Regions from separate parts of the Hordeum vulgare genome. Here region 2 is linked to region 1. Evidence: chromatin contacts called from public Hi-C data. All regions are on one chromosome and are shown on one strand. The core of a region is the stretch at or near the end of the contact, and the rest is flanking DNA. Distances in the headings are between cores, read along the strand shown.

Evidence for each region. Hi-C and Micro-C count contacts between places; a contact is called where the count stands out from the background.
Region 2: a Hi-C map of leaf shows a contact between it and region 1, with 2.6 times the contacts expected there. The contact joins the promoter of LOC123439662 here to the enhancer-like site in region 1. A contact is called at or near these places in 1 of 6 Hi-C or Micro-C datasets (leaf) and 1 of 1 datasets of contacts at active chromatin or transcription factors (embryo).

Annotation. Positions count from the first base shown.
Region 1 is chr3H:123,683,454-123,689,567 of MorexV3_pseudomolecules_assembly, forward strand. No RefSeq gene overlaps it. Among protein-coding and RNA genes, the nearest start is that of LOC123443211, 220 kb to the left of the region's middle. Within about 2 kb of position 3,683, at least 3 of the 3 cell types and tissues checked have open chromatin away from gene starts, as enhancers often do. A contact at or near this core is called in leaf, where this site is marked.
Region 2 is chr3H:124,240,889-124,247,477 of MorexV3_pseudomolecules_assembly, forward strand. It overlaps LOC123439662 (ethylene-responsive transcription factor CRF1-like), which reads left to right and starts at 4,954. Exons shown (of 1, transcript XM_045116352.1): 1 at 4,954-6,589. The coding sequence starts at 5,292. The coding sequence ends at 6,353.

The DNA.
Region 1 (6,114 bases), core at 2,433-4,932:
AGCATGAAAGTGGAATTTATAAGAAAGAGAAACAAAGTCTTCTCGAACTTATAAATACGCTAGACATAAAAGCCAAAAATTCATTATTAGATGACAATGAGAGGTCATTAAAAACGGAGGTTGAACTGAAGCTAAAACAACTACTCGGAGAGGAGGAGTTGAAGTGGGCACTTAGGGAAAAAGTTCGCCAGGTTGTGCAAGGTGATGACAATACACAATACTTCCATTTGATAGCTAATGGAAATCATAGAAAGAAAAAAATACATCAACTCGAGCAAGATGAGGGTACAATTGTTGGACACGAGAATTTGAAATTGTACATCTCTGATTACTAGAAAAAACCTCTTCGGGGCTCCTGAAGACAATTTTGTATCCATGAATGAACACATGGTCGGTGACATACCTTAGTTCGGGACGGACGAGAATGAGTTATTAACCGAGCACGGAGAAAGAGGTGTTTGAAGCCATATCATAAATGAAAAATAATAAGGCACGAGGCCCAGATGGGTTTCCGGCTGAGTTTTACAAAAAGTGTTGGCACATTATCAAAGGTGACTTCCTACCTATGTTCCAAGACTTATTTGACGGAAACTTACAGTTATGCCACCTAAATTTCGGAACAATGACACTGTTGCCAAAGAAGGAGGGTGCAGTGCGTATAGAACAATTTATACCTATTTGCCTTCTGAATGTCAGCTTCAAAATCTTTACAAAGGTAAGAACGAATAGGTTGACACAGATTGCACATCAGGTAGTGCAACCTTGTTAGACGACTTTCATGCCGGACAAGAACATACTGGAGGGTGTGGTGGTCCTGCATGAAATACTGCATGAAATTCACTCGAAGAAACTAGATGGGGTTATGTTCAAGGCTGATTTCGAGAAGGCATATGATAAGGTCAAATGGCCATTCCTACAACAGGCATTACATATGAAGGGGTTCCATGAAATATGGAGGAATCATGTTGAATCATTCGTACAAAAATGGAGTGTTGGAATCAAAGTCAATGATGACATTGGCCATTTTTTCCAAAATTTCAAAGGTCTGAGGCAGGGAGATCCAATGTCACCCATCCTCTTCAACATAGTTGCAGACATGTTGACAATTCTAATAGGAAGGGCTAAACAAGGAGGCCAGGTAGGTGGACTGGTGCCACATCTGGTGGATGGTGGCATGTCTATCCTGCAATATGCTGATGATACTATCCTGTTTATGGAACATGATATAGCAAAAGCCAGGAATATGAAGCTTATACTCTCCATCTTCGAACAACTGTTGGGCTTGAAAATCAATTTTCATAAGAGTGAGTTTTTTTATTTTGGGAAAGCCAAAGATGAACAAAACACTTACAAACAATTGTTCGGCTGTGAAATGGGGAGCCTACCGTTCAGTTATCTAGGCATACCTATTCACCATCGCAAGCTTTCCAATAGTGAGTGGAAAAGCAGCGAGGTTCGATTTGAGAAAAAGCTAAGCTGCTGAAAGGGCAAGCTGCTCTCATATGGGGGAAGATTAATTCCGATAAACTCGGTACTTACGAGTATGTCGATGTTCCTTCTATCCTTCTTTGAGGTACCCATAGGGGTACGCAAAAGGTTGGATTTCGATCGATCCAGATTCTTTTGGAAGAGTGATGATGACAGAAAGAAATATAGGTTAACTAGATAGGATATTATTTGTAGACCCAAAGACCAAGAAGGTCTCGAAATTGAGAATTTAGAGGTAAAGAATAGATGCCTGCTAAGTAAGTGGCTATTCAGACTTTCGGTAGAGATAGAAGGCATGTGGGTACAAATTTTGCATAATAAGTACCTACATTCTAAAACCTTATCCCAGGTAAAAGTCAGAGTCAATGATTCACCATTCTGGAAGGGATTGATGAGAGTAAGGTCAACCTTCTTCCATAGAACCAAATTTATTATTGCAAAATGGTGAGAGTATGAGATTCTGGGAGGATTTGTGGTTGGGGAGATGCCTTTGGCCGTTCAATATCCAGCTCTCTACAATATTGTGCAATGCAAGGATGCGTACATAGCCACAATACTTGAGTCAAATCCTTTAAATATCCAATTCAGACGATCATTGATAGGCCATCGCTGGACGGATTGGCTCCACCTTGTCAGGAGGCTCATGGATATCCAGTTATCACAGGAACCTGATACGGTTCATTGGAAGCTTACAAATAACGGAATATTTACGATCAAATCAATGTATCTGAATCTTATTAACACGACTAATATCCCAAAATCCATTAATATTTGAAGAGTCAAGGTACCCTTAAGGATCAAGGTCTTCGTGTGGTTTGTGCACAAGAAGGTGATTCTAACTTAGGATAATTTGGCTAAACGTAATTGGGGGGGGGGGGAGTACTCGATGTAGCTTGTGTGATAACGATTAGAACATGGCACACCTCTTTCTCAAATCTTCACTTGCGAGAGTTCTTTGGCACACAGTTCGTATAGCCTTCAACATTGTACCTCCGGATAGCATTGACACGTTATTTGAAACGTGGCTAGATGAAGTTGATATGATTATTGCTAGACACATTCGTATTGAAGTTTGTGCACTTTTTTGGGCTATATGGAAGTATAGGAATGATGTGGTTTTTGACAGACATACGCATATACGTTTTTTGCACGTACTTCACAAAGCTGTGACATTGATCCGTACATGGTCTTTACTCATTCCTGCGGAAATCAGGGAGCTTTGGTTACTGGGTCTATCCGATGGGAGATGATAGCGCGGGATATCTTTGACCGGTTTGTATGAAGGTCCAGTAATAGTATAGATGGTAAGACATCTTGGCCTGTTTTGCCGATTGTGGCACGTTTTGCTTTACTTTTGCTTCTTTACTGCTTTGTCGAAGACTATGTTGAACCATGATCCGTTTGTTTGTTTTAATAAAAGGACCGTATGCATTGTACTTATGCAGAGGCCGGAGGTAATACTTTTTTTTTTAAATGTTTTGTAATCCCGCGAGTCAAATAGTCCATGTAGCAGAAAATCATAATCTTTAATCCTCCTAAACTCTTGAAATCCAATGCCATCGAACATGGCAGAAAGCCAGAAAGGAAGTATAGGTATGGTCTGAAGCGAGCAAGGGAACAAATAACACGGCGATCCCACGAGAACTTTGCGCCACGTCACAAACGCATACCCACGACAACGACGAGCCTTTCGGGTCAGACGACATGTGCGCGCGCCGCAGTTGGCCGCGTGCATCGATCGGAAACCCGCCGTAGAGTACGTGCAATGCGGTGCGGTGCCGGACGCCTGGACGAAGGGCTCGAGGACACGATTCGTGCCGGTGCCGTTTATATAGTATACGCGCGCGCGAGCCTCCATGCGTGCGAGCGTCGTCGTATTAAGCACGGACGGGGACACTAATCCGTGGCACGAGCTGAGCATATGAACCCGACGTTTGCACGTCAACTGGGCATGCATGCGCACGTTGTGTAGGCAAAACGACCAGTTCAATGCACAATCTATTTGCTCGACGTCTTTTTTTCCAAACTATAGTGCACTTGCAAGTTGACAACTCTATCTATACTATTCGGGGATTCCGTTTCGTAGATGCGCACGGTGACGCGGCCAATACTTTTTGCAAGCAGTGGTGTAGTGTGGAGGTAGTGGAGCAGATGGTGTGGTGTCGGGAGGAGTCACCCACAGCACGTGGGCCCCGCCGCCAGCCTCAGGTTAGTCAACTGGCAGATGCCGCGTGGTCCACGGACAGCGCCCGCATGTCACGATTTATTATAGCTGCGTCATTGTACCGGCTTTGTTCCTGCTCTCGATCCTGCGACCCGGATACGCTCGTTGAATGTGGGATCGAGCAGCGGTGTCCGGCAACTTCAATTGAATGCCCCCCCGTTAAATCTTACTCGTACATGTGTCTTGGCAGTACACGCTTAGGACATCTCCGACGGCAACTCGTAGATTTTCTTTCCCATTGGTCCGTAAACAGGAAAACCAGTGTGTGGATACGGATGCGAGGAAACGACATCAAATGATACCGTATACATTTTGACAATAACTCGAACCAGTCAAACGAAATTCGAGCAAACGTGGCTGAATTTTCTGCAAACATGACGTATTTCATATAAACACGGCGGATTACATTTAGGACAAAACAAGAACCACCCCTAAACCTATCCAATGACGACGGTGCCCGGCGTCCAAGCCCGTGTCGTCCTCCATCCGTCGTTTTCATGAGCATTGACGATAAGACTGATGAAGTGAAGGTGTGGTCTCTTGCTAGGAAGAGTAGAACAAGGGAGACAAAATGGCCCACATGATACACTAAGCCATGCCGCCTCCCGTGGCCTACTCATCCTCGTAGGAGTCTACCCCTTGTCTGTCGTCGGTGGACATGAGGTCCACAAGGGAAATGGTGACGCCTTGGCTTTCGTCGTTCAATCGGGCCGTCTCGGGGTTCGACGACGGCGCGTAAGAGGCGCAGCTCGCGTTTTCCACTTCCGAGATCGCCTAGAACTAGGCCTCCGCGGCGGCCGCTTCCTCGCGAGCGTCGGCTTGAGCGCGGATGGCATCGTAGATGGCACGCTGCTCCGCGTCTAAGTTCGGGTTCATCGCGACCATGGCCGCCACTTCGTCTTTGCTCGCGCGCTTCCGTCAATATGACCAAACACTAGTCGATGTTGCTCCAGCGCTTGCTGTAACGCCGACGTACGCGCCGGAGCAGGCTGCCCCTGCGCCATTGCGGCATTGTAGTGCGCCTGCATCTGCGTCATGATGTAGCCGGAGTGCATAGGAGGCGAGGGAGTCGGGGCGGTGTCATCGGAGTCCGTCTCCATCATGGTGTCGTCGTCGGAGACCTCGGCCGATCTGGCCGGCAAGCCGACCATGATCCGCTTGGCACGATGGCTCTGCGACGCGGCGGCAATGGCGGCCACCCCGTGCTTGATCTCCGATGACAGACTGTCCCGCAATGCTTTCCTGTTGGCGGTCATGGCGGATGTAGAGGAAACGAGGAGGATGTGAAGTGGATGTAATGTGTTGTGGACATAGACGTGTGTGGGCACCCTTTAAATAGTGGATTCCCATGAGGCAATGCATTAAGGCGGGACGCCGGAGTGGGTTTCTCGGTCTGCAAGCCTTCTTAACAACCACGTACGGACGGGCGGGGCATTGAACGGATGTGGTAGATATCCGTCCGTCTCGTCTAGTCACGCGTCTTTGGCATTGAATAGGCACAAACACGGGAGACGGGTCGCGGGCGGTGCCCTCGGCCGACGAGCCAATTCAATGCTGGCGCTAGTGAGAGGTCGTGTCCGCTCTTCAATGGGGAGATGCTGCTCTACAACGACATGAATGCAGGCAGCTCGCGCCGGGTAGAAGAGCGATCGAAGGGGGAGGGGTTTTTGGTCAGCCAGGGTGGTCAGAATTGGGTGAAGTAGCGGTCCAGACTCCCACAAACCTCTCCATATTTGTCTCCGGTTTACGGAAGAAATCGTGTCCGGACCGCCTCGCGGACCGATAAAGGAGTGCGTTGGATGACTTCCGTGGTTCGGACCGCGGGGTCCGCAACTTGCGGGAGGTTAGTGGGTCCGCCTTGGAGATGCACTTAGTGCATCTTCTTGGGTGCATCAAACCGTTTGTAAACGTATGGACCACATTGTCTGACTTGTGTTCTTCAGTACCGTTCGTCGAACAACCACACACTGGTCCAGAGAGCTGCAATGTCAGACTTCGCTACTTTGTGCGCACACAAAAGCCAGGCGGAGCCTGCACATTTAGACATTTACGCAATGTCGTCACTCAAAAGTTTGTCATTTCCTCACTATCTCCGCTTCGATTGATGCTGCTACGCACCCTAGTCCCTGCCTATTTGTCGTCCACCATCGCGATGGAGCCGGAGGAGGTGATGATGGAGATATACATAGCCCCGCTGGGCCCGGAGGTGGAGGAACCGTCATGGTGGTCACTCGCATAGCCAACGTCTCGTATAACATCAATCTCGAGGGGGGGGTACAATGATACGACTCCAACATATTTTTAATTTTTTGATTGTTCCATGCTATTATATTATCATTCTTGGATGCTTTATATGATGTTTTATATCATTTTTGGAAACTAACCTATTAACCAAGTGGTTA
Region 2 (6,589 bases), core at 3,704-6,203, 560 kb after region 1:
TTTACCCAAGCATAGTTGTTTATAGTCTTTGGGAGAGAGACATCACCAGTGTACAACATGTGACTCCGGTCCATATTGCCATCATTGTTTACACCTCCATCATTTACCGTTTTCACCTACTTTTCCGTTGCAATCACTATTACCTTCCCGCTTGTGTTTTGATTCTTTGCAAACTACAAGGCCGGAGAGATTAACATCCTCTGTGTACTCATTGGGAGCAAAGTTATTTGTGGTGTGTGTAGGTCCACGTTTTCTGCTAGCGCCAGGGTGGAAGACACCTACTTGTTGATCCTAGGAGTCCTCCTGGTTCGATAAACCTTACAGCTCCCGTGTGAGGGAAAACTTGTTGCTGACTACATCTCAACCTTCCACTAAGGGTAACCAACGAGGTGCGAGAAGTATATACTGAAAGTGCGTTATATCGACTAGAGGGGGTGAATAGGAGATTTTTAGAATTTCATCACTGAGGAAATTCCTTTTGAGGAAATTCCTCACTGATGACTAACTTATAGCGGAAACAGTAAAGGATCAGAAGTGCAAAGTTTCACAACAGCAGTTTTTCAGAGTGAAGAATGTGAAAACAGATTGCACTGTGAGCAGGCACGCAGAATACAGATGAGGATTAACTAACGTGAAGAATTTGGGGTTGAGGAGATTCAGAGAAAGTCTTCAGCAAATTCTTCAAACAATCGCAGTGAAAGTCATCAACACATAATACGAGGAAAGTAAGGAGTTGAGGAATTAGAACCCGTTTCTCAGTGAAGACAGTCGTTGATGACCTAGTTCCAATTGCTGTGACAGTCGTACATCTGGTTTGGAGCGGCTTGGTATTGAAACCAGAGGACACACAGTCCCGGGACACACAGTCCCTATCGAATTCTCCTTGAGCTAAGGACACACAGTCCTCGCCCAACACTCGTGGTAAGTCTTCAGGGCAGACTTCCAAACCCTCACAGACTTGGTCACCCGGCGATCCACAATTGACTGCTGGAAAGCTCTAGACCATGACGCCTAACCGTCTCCAGGATGCACAGTCCTCAAAGGTAAAAGGCTTCAGTCCCACACAGGAACAACTTCTTCAGTGATGCTCAATCACTAGGTTTGGTTTGTGGTTTCGGTGTATGTGTTATTTCCTCACTGATGAATTACTCTCGAAGTCTCTGAGGAATTGGGTTGCTCTTATGACATGTGTCGGTTTCTAGCGGAGCAGCCAACCAGCTAGTGGTTGTGGGGGGTGGCTATTTATAGCCTGGGAGCATCCCGACATGATTTGACACTAATGCCCTTAAATAATATGACCGTTGGAGTGGATAAGACCAATGACTTGGCGTGGCTATCGAAACGGTCGGAACCCTCAACTGTGAGAGTCCTCATGTCACTCGTATTCCTCACTTGAGGCTTTTGGTAGGATTGGGCTTGGGTTGAGCATCATGAGGAAATTCATTCCATACTGTAACTTTGACCCCCTTTAACAGTACGGTGTTCCTATGACTCAAATGCGAAGAAAATAAAACAGAAAGTGTAATTCTTCATGCTTCAAATTCTTCAGAGTGATTTTCTTCACGACACATCGGACTTCTCAATATCAGTATCTTCATGAGGAATATCAATTTCATCGCAGATTCCTCGCGATTCATTTCTTCAGCTTCAGACCAATTTCTTCAACTGAAGACATATATTTTTAGGGGTCGATATTCTTCAAATATCTCAAACTCCTTCAATGACTTATAGATCCTGTGTACACTCATAAACACATTAGATACTTAACCTATAAGTCTTCAAACCACCAAAATCACTAAGGGGCACTAGATGCACTTACATATACATCATCTCATCATCAAACATACACAAGCATTAACATCACGTATATGTTAAATGTTGTTTTTAGATGCGTGCATCTGCATTGCAAAGGTTGTCATGTCCACATATCTTAGCCTTTGATCCTATCACACCTTATAACATTATTAGTGATAGCCCCAACATTGGCATGTACTTTCCCTTGATTTCCATACCCTTTCTTATTTAAATTATCATAAGCTTTATGAATTTGGTTTCAAAATATTCGAGTCAATTTCTTCCTCCTCGTCCTTGGGGCTCATCATGTGTTAGGTCAACATCTCAAGATCACCAACCTATTTATTTTACTCTTCTTCATTCTCTTCAGCCACACAAGTTCTTTTCTTTCGAAACCTCTTTATCTTTAACATTTGAACAACATTGTTCATCCAATCAAACATCATTCTCCATTAGCTGAACCTTGTGAGTTTGTGATCTGATCCTTCTTGGGTTATGGTAGTCCCGAGGAACTTGTTGTTTGGGTATGACTCCATCTTAATGTGGCATCACCACCGTCCCATGTTTAGATGTGACCACCGCATGAAAATCTTCGACCTCTTTCCTTGTTCTTTCCTCATACAATATGTGCACTCTTATCACCTTAGTTGTTTTTTGGCTCCAAGGGCTATCATGTCCATAAATATCAGTCCTCTTGACAACCTTTTGTTTTCATTTGCATTCCTTTCTTGATAGGTCCCAAGCCAAACCAGTGACTCCATCGAGAATCAAATATCATACATATCTCACTTCACACAATAATTGTGTATCATGGTATCTTGTTGAAAATTGCTCGATTAAAACTTCTTATTTCAAATTAGTAAAAAGTAAGTCAATATGTATGCCAATTTACTAACCTTCCCTTCATCACTTTTCGAACAACTCATCAAGCCATGATGAACAATGCCACATGCACATCTTTATTTTTCAAGTTGTTTTATTCTCATGTTGTTTCATTTTACTCAGTTGTCCTCATGCAGCTTTCACGGCCTTTAATTATTGTTTCACGGTCTCTAGTTATTTGAAGTTGTAACTGATGTCATAATAGAGTTAAACTAAATTTGTCGGTAGTTGGAGCGTTCATCGGTCGAAAATGATTTGTCATGATCCATGACAGTACCATAAATTTTCTTCATTTTTACTCACTTATCCTCGTGGACCGCTTACGGTCTTGTTTTATTTGAAGTTGTAATGGATGCCATCATATAGTCAAACTATATTTGTCGATAGTTCAATCATTCATCGGCCAAAAATGAACTGTCACGACCCATTGGCATACCTGTAGTACCGTTGTTTTAAATGTGTACTCAGCTGTCCTCACGCAATTCTCGCATCTTGCATTATTATCTGACGGCCCTAGTTATTTCGAATTGTAATTGGTGCCATTATAGAGCCGAACTGTACTTGTCGCCTAGTTCGACCCTTCAACGGCCGAAAATGATTTGTGTCAATTCTTCGTAGTACAAAACAAACTCATAGCTGTATTTAACAAAACATAGTAATGATTTGGCTAAATAATTTCTTTACATCTTAAGCATTTTTTAAATCATCATGTTGACCGTTGTCAAATGTTCATGTGGGGGCATAGTACTGTGTTGCTTGGTAACTTCATTACGGTGTACCGATCGACACGCCCCCGCCCGTGCCACCCTAATTTTCGGCTAGACCAACTACTATGCATATAGTCATGACGAGGAAGCGGTCACCGGGAATTTGAATCACTTCTCAAAATTGAATCCATATTCACAACCATGGCAACCGCTAATTATAGACCCGTGACTAAAAAAATGATACCCCCAAAATATATTGACCACATAAGTAATCAAAGTATGTCCATGACCATGAGCAAAGTTGCAAGTAAATTTTCCAATTGTATTAGCATATTTCTAGCTTGCACGTCATATGAAGCCCGCTAGTGCTTAACACTTCTTGGATGTCTATCTAAGAACAAGACATCGTGAAGAATGGGCAATACTTCCTCCGTTCCTAAATATAAGACCTTTTAGAGATTACACTATGACCTACATACAAATGTATATAGATATATTTTAGAGTATAGTTTCACTTATTTTGCTCCGTATGTAGTCCATTGTAGAATTTCTAAAATGTCTTATATTTAGAAACGGAGGGAGTACATATCACACAAAAACCCGATGGTAATGCTACTCCCTCTTTTTTAAATATAAGTTATTTTAAAGATTTATATTTAAAATGTCTATATGCATTCGTATGCAGACTATAGTGAGATGTCTACTAAGATTGATATTTAGGAATGGAGGGAGCATCCAACAGCACTTGTTTCAACGTGTCATGATCATGATCCCACGTGCAACAAGTGCCCCTATTTCGAAGTTCACAATTGAAATGAGGATAGGCACCCTTTTCTTTGCCTTGGCAACCAAGTAGCCTATCAGCAGAAAGAGGAAACGAGGCAAGAAAATCTCCAATGAAAACTATGAATGACAATATGACATCATCCTCTTTCCAAGAATTCCCCTCTTCTTTTGAGAAACGAAGATACTCCCCAATTTACCTTCCACGTAAACATGGTGGGTATGCCGCTCGTCTGGAATGATTTGGGTACAATAATAATAAAAAAACCCAGCTCACGTGACCCCCTACCGCAAGCCCGCTGACAGATGGGGCCGCGTCCAGGCCAGTCGAGTGGCCGCTTGACAGAATTGGACACCCTTTACTCCCCTGACGGGTTGGGCCCAGCGAAAACGCTGAGCCGCTACTAGCCGTGGAACCTATGACCTCTTCGCTGGATCGCCAGTTATACGCGGGTCCGGCAGAATTACTGCCTCCGTAAAATGTCCAGCCGCCAGTGAGAATCCTACTCTACTGCTGTAAGCCAGGCAACGCATTTACTCACCTTCTAAAAATTACGGTCGAAAAAATCGATTCCGATTCGCGTTTCTTTCTCCTTTCTTTCTACCAGGAGAAGGAAAAACGGAAGGGAGGAGCAGGAAAGAAAGGTGACACGAAAGGCAGGACGGGAAATATAAAAGGAAGAAAACAGGGGCGAATAAAAAAACTAAAAAAAAGGTCCGGTTTTCCGGAAATGGGCTTGCGCGATCCTATAAAGGCAGGACCGCCGATGTGTTCCGAGCCAGGAGCATCAAACCAACAGGACGCCGCACGCACCCATCGAGAGCAGCAACTCCATTCCCTTCCCCCTTCCTTCTTCATCACCCTCCCCCTCCCCCTCTCCGCCCCCAAAAAATCTCAACGAAACCCCGTCGCATCCCCTCCTCATCCCAGGCCAAAAGCCCTCTGCTTTTCGCCTCCCTCTCTCCTCCCCTCCTCCGGGCCGGGGGTTCGCCGGCGGTGGTGCCTTTGCACTTCCTGCCTCGGGTTTTAGGGGGATTCTTGTGGGGTTTTAGGTAGGCCGTGTCTGGGGCGCAGGCAAATGCGAGTGGAGTTTTAGGGAGAGTTTTTGTTTCTTCCTTTCCTCGATGTGGCCCATGGAGGAGGAGTTCTTCATGGCGGTGAAGAGGACCGAGCACGTCGAGGTGACGTCCCGGTCGCTGGCGGCGTCGGCCACGGGGATGGAGGGGTTTGGTGGCGGCGTCGAGCAGCCCAAGATGGTGCGGGTCTTCTGCGATGACTTCGACGCCACCGATTCCTCGAGCGATGAGGAGGACGGCGAGCGCCGCCGCGTCAAGCGCTACGTCCAGGAGATCCGTCTGCAGCCCGCTGTCCAGGTTAAGGTGGAGGAGTCGGCGCCGGTCGCCAAGGCCGCGTCGGCGACCGCGACGGCGACGAGGCCGAGGGTCATGGTTCCCGTCAGGAAGAGGAAGGCCGAGGCCGGCGGCGAGCGGCGGTTCCGCGGCGTGCGGCGCCGTCCGTGGGGCAAGTACGCGGCGGAGATCCGCGACCCGTGGCGACGCGTCCGGGTGTGGCTCGGCACCTTCGACACCGCCGAGGAGGCCGCCAAGGTCTACGACTCTGCCGCCATCAAGCTGCGCGGCCCCGACGCCACCGTCAACTTCCAGCAGTCCGAGGACGGCGAGGACATGGAGGTCCCGGCGGAGGTCGCCGAGCGCCTTCCACAGCCACCGGCGGGTTCCAAGAACTCCTCCACCTCGGCCACCTCGTACGACTCGTGCGAGGAGTCCCACGTCGCCGCGGCGTCCCCGACCTCCGTCCTCCGCTCCTTCCCTCAGTCCACCTTGCCCGCCGCAGTGGACGGCGACACCGCCAAGAAGCCGTCGTCGTCTTCCAGCACCGCCGAGACCGACGAGTCGAGCGGCGTCTTCGGCTGCTCGTTCTCCGGCGACGACTTCGCGGGCGAGCTGGCGCCGCTCTACAGCGACTTCGACCTCCTCTCCGACTTCGCGGAGCCGCCGATGGACTTCCTGTCCAACCTCCCGGAGCCGGCCTTCGCGTTCACCAGCGACTGCTCGTCGTCGGCCTTCCAGCCTTGCCCGCCGTCTCCGGCGGCGTTGCAGCAGGCGGACGAGTTCTTCCAAGACATCACCGACCTGTTCCAAATCGATCCCCTCCCCGTCATCTAGCGGAACAAGTGTAAAACACCGGATTAGGCGCCTAATTCGGTCAATTTTGTTTGCATTCGTTCGTTTTTCTTTTCTTTTTTGGCTTTTCTTTTCTAGAGAGAGGAGAGAGAGAGAGAGAGAAAGAGAGTATGGTTTTATGATTCGCCTGTGTAGCTGCCTGCCGCCAAACAATCCCCGGCAGAGGGAAGCCTCGCCGGGGTTTAGACGAGAGTCTGAAAGAATGAGATGGCTGTCAT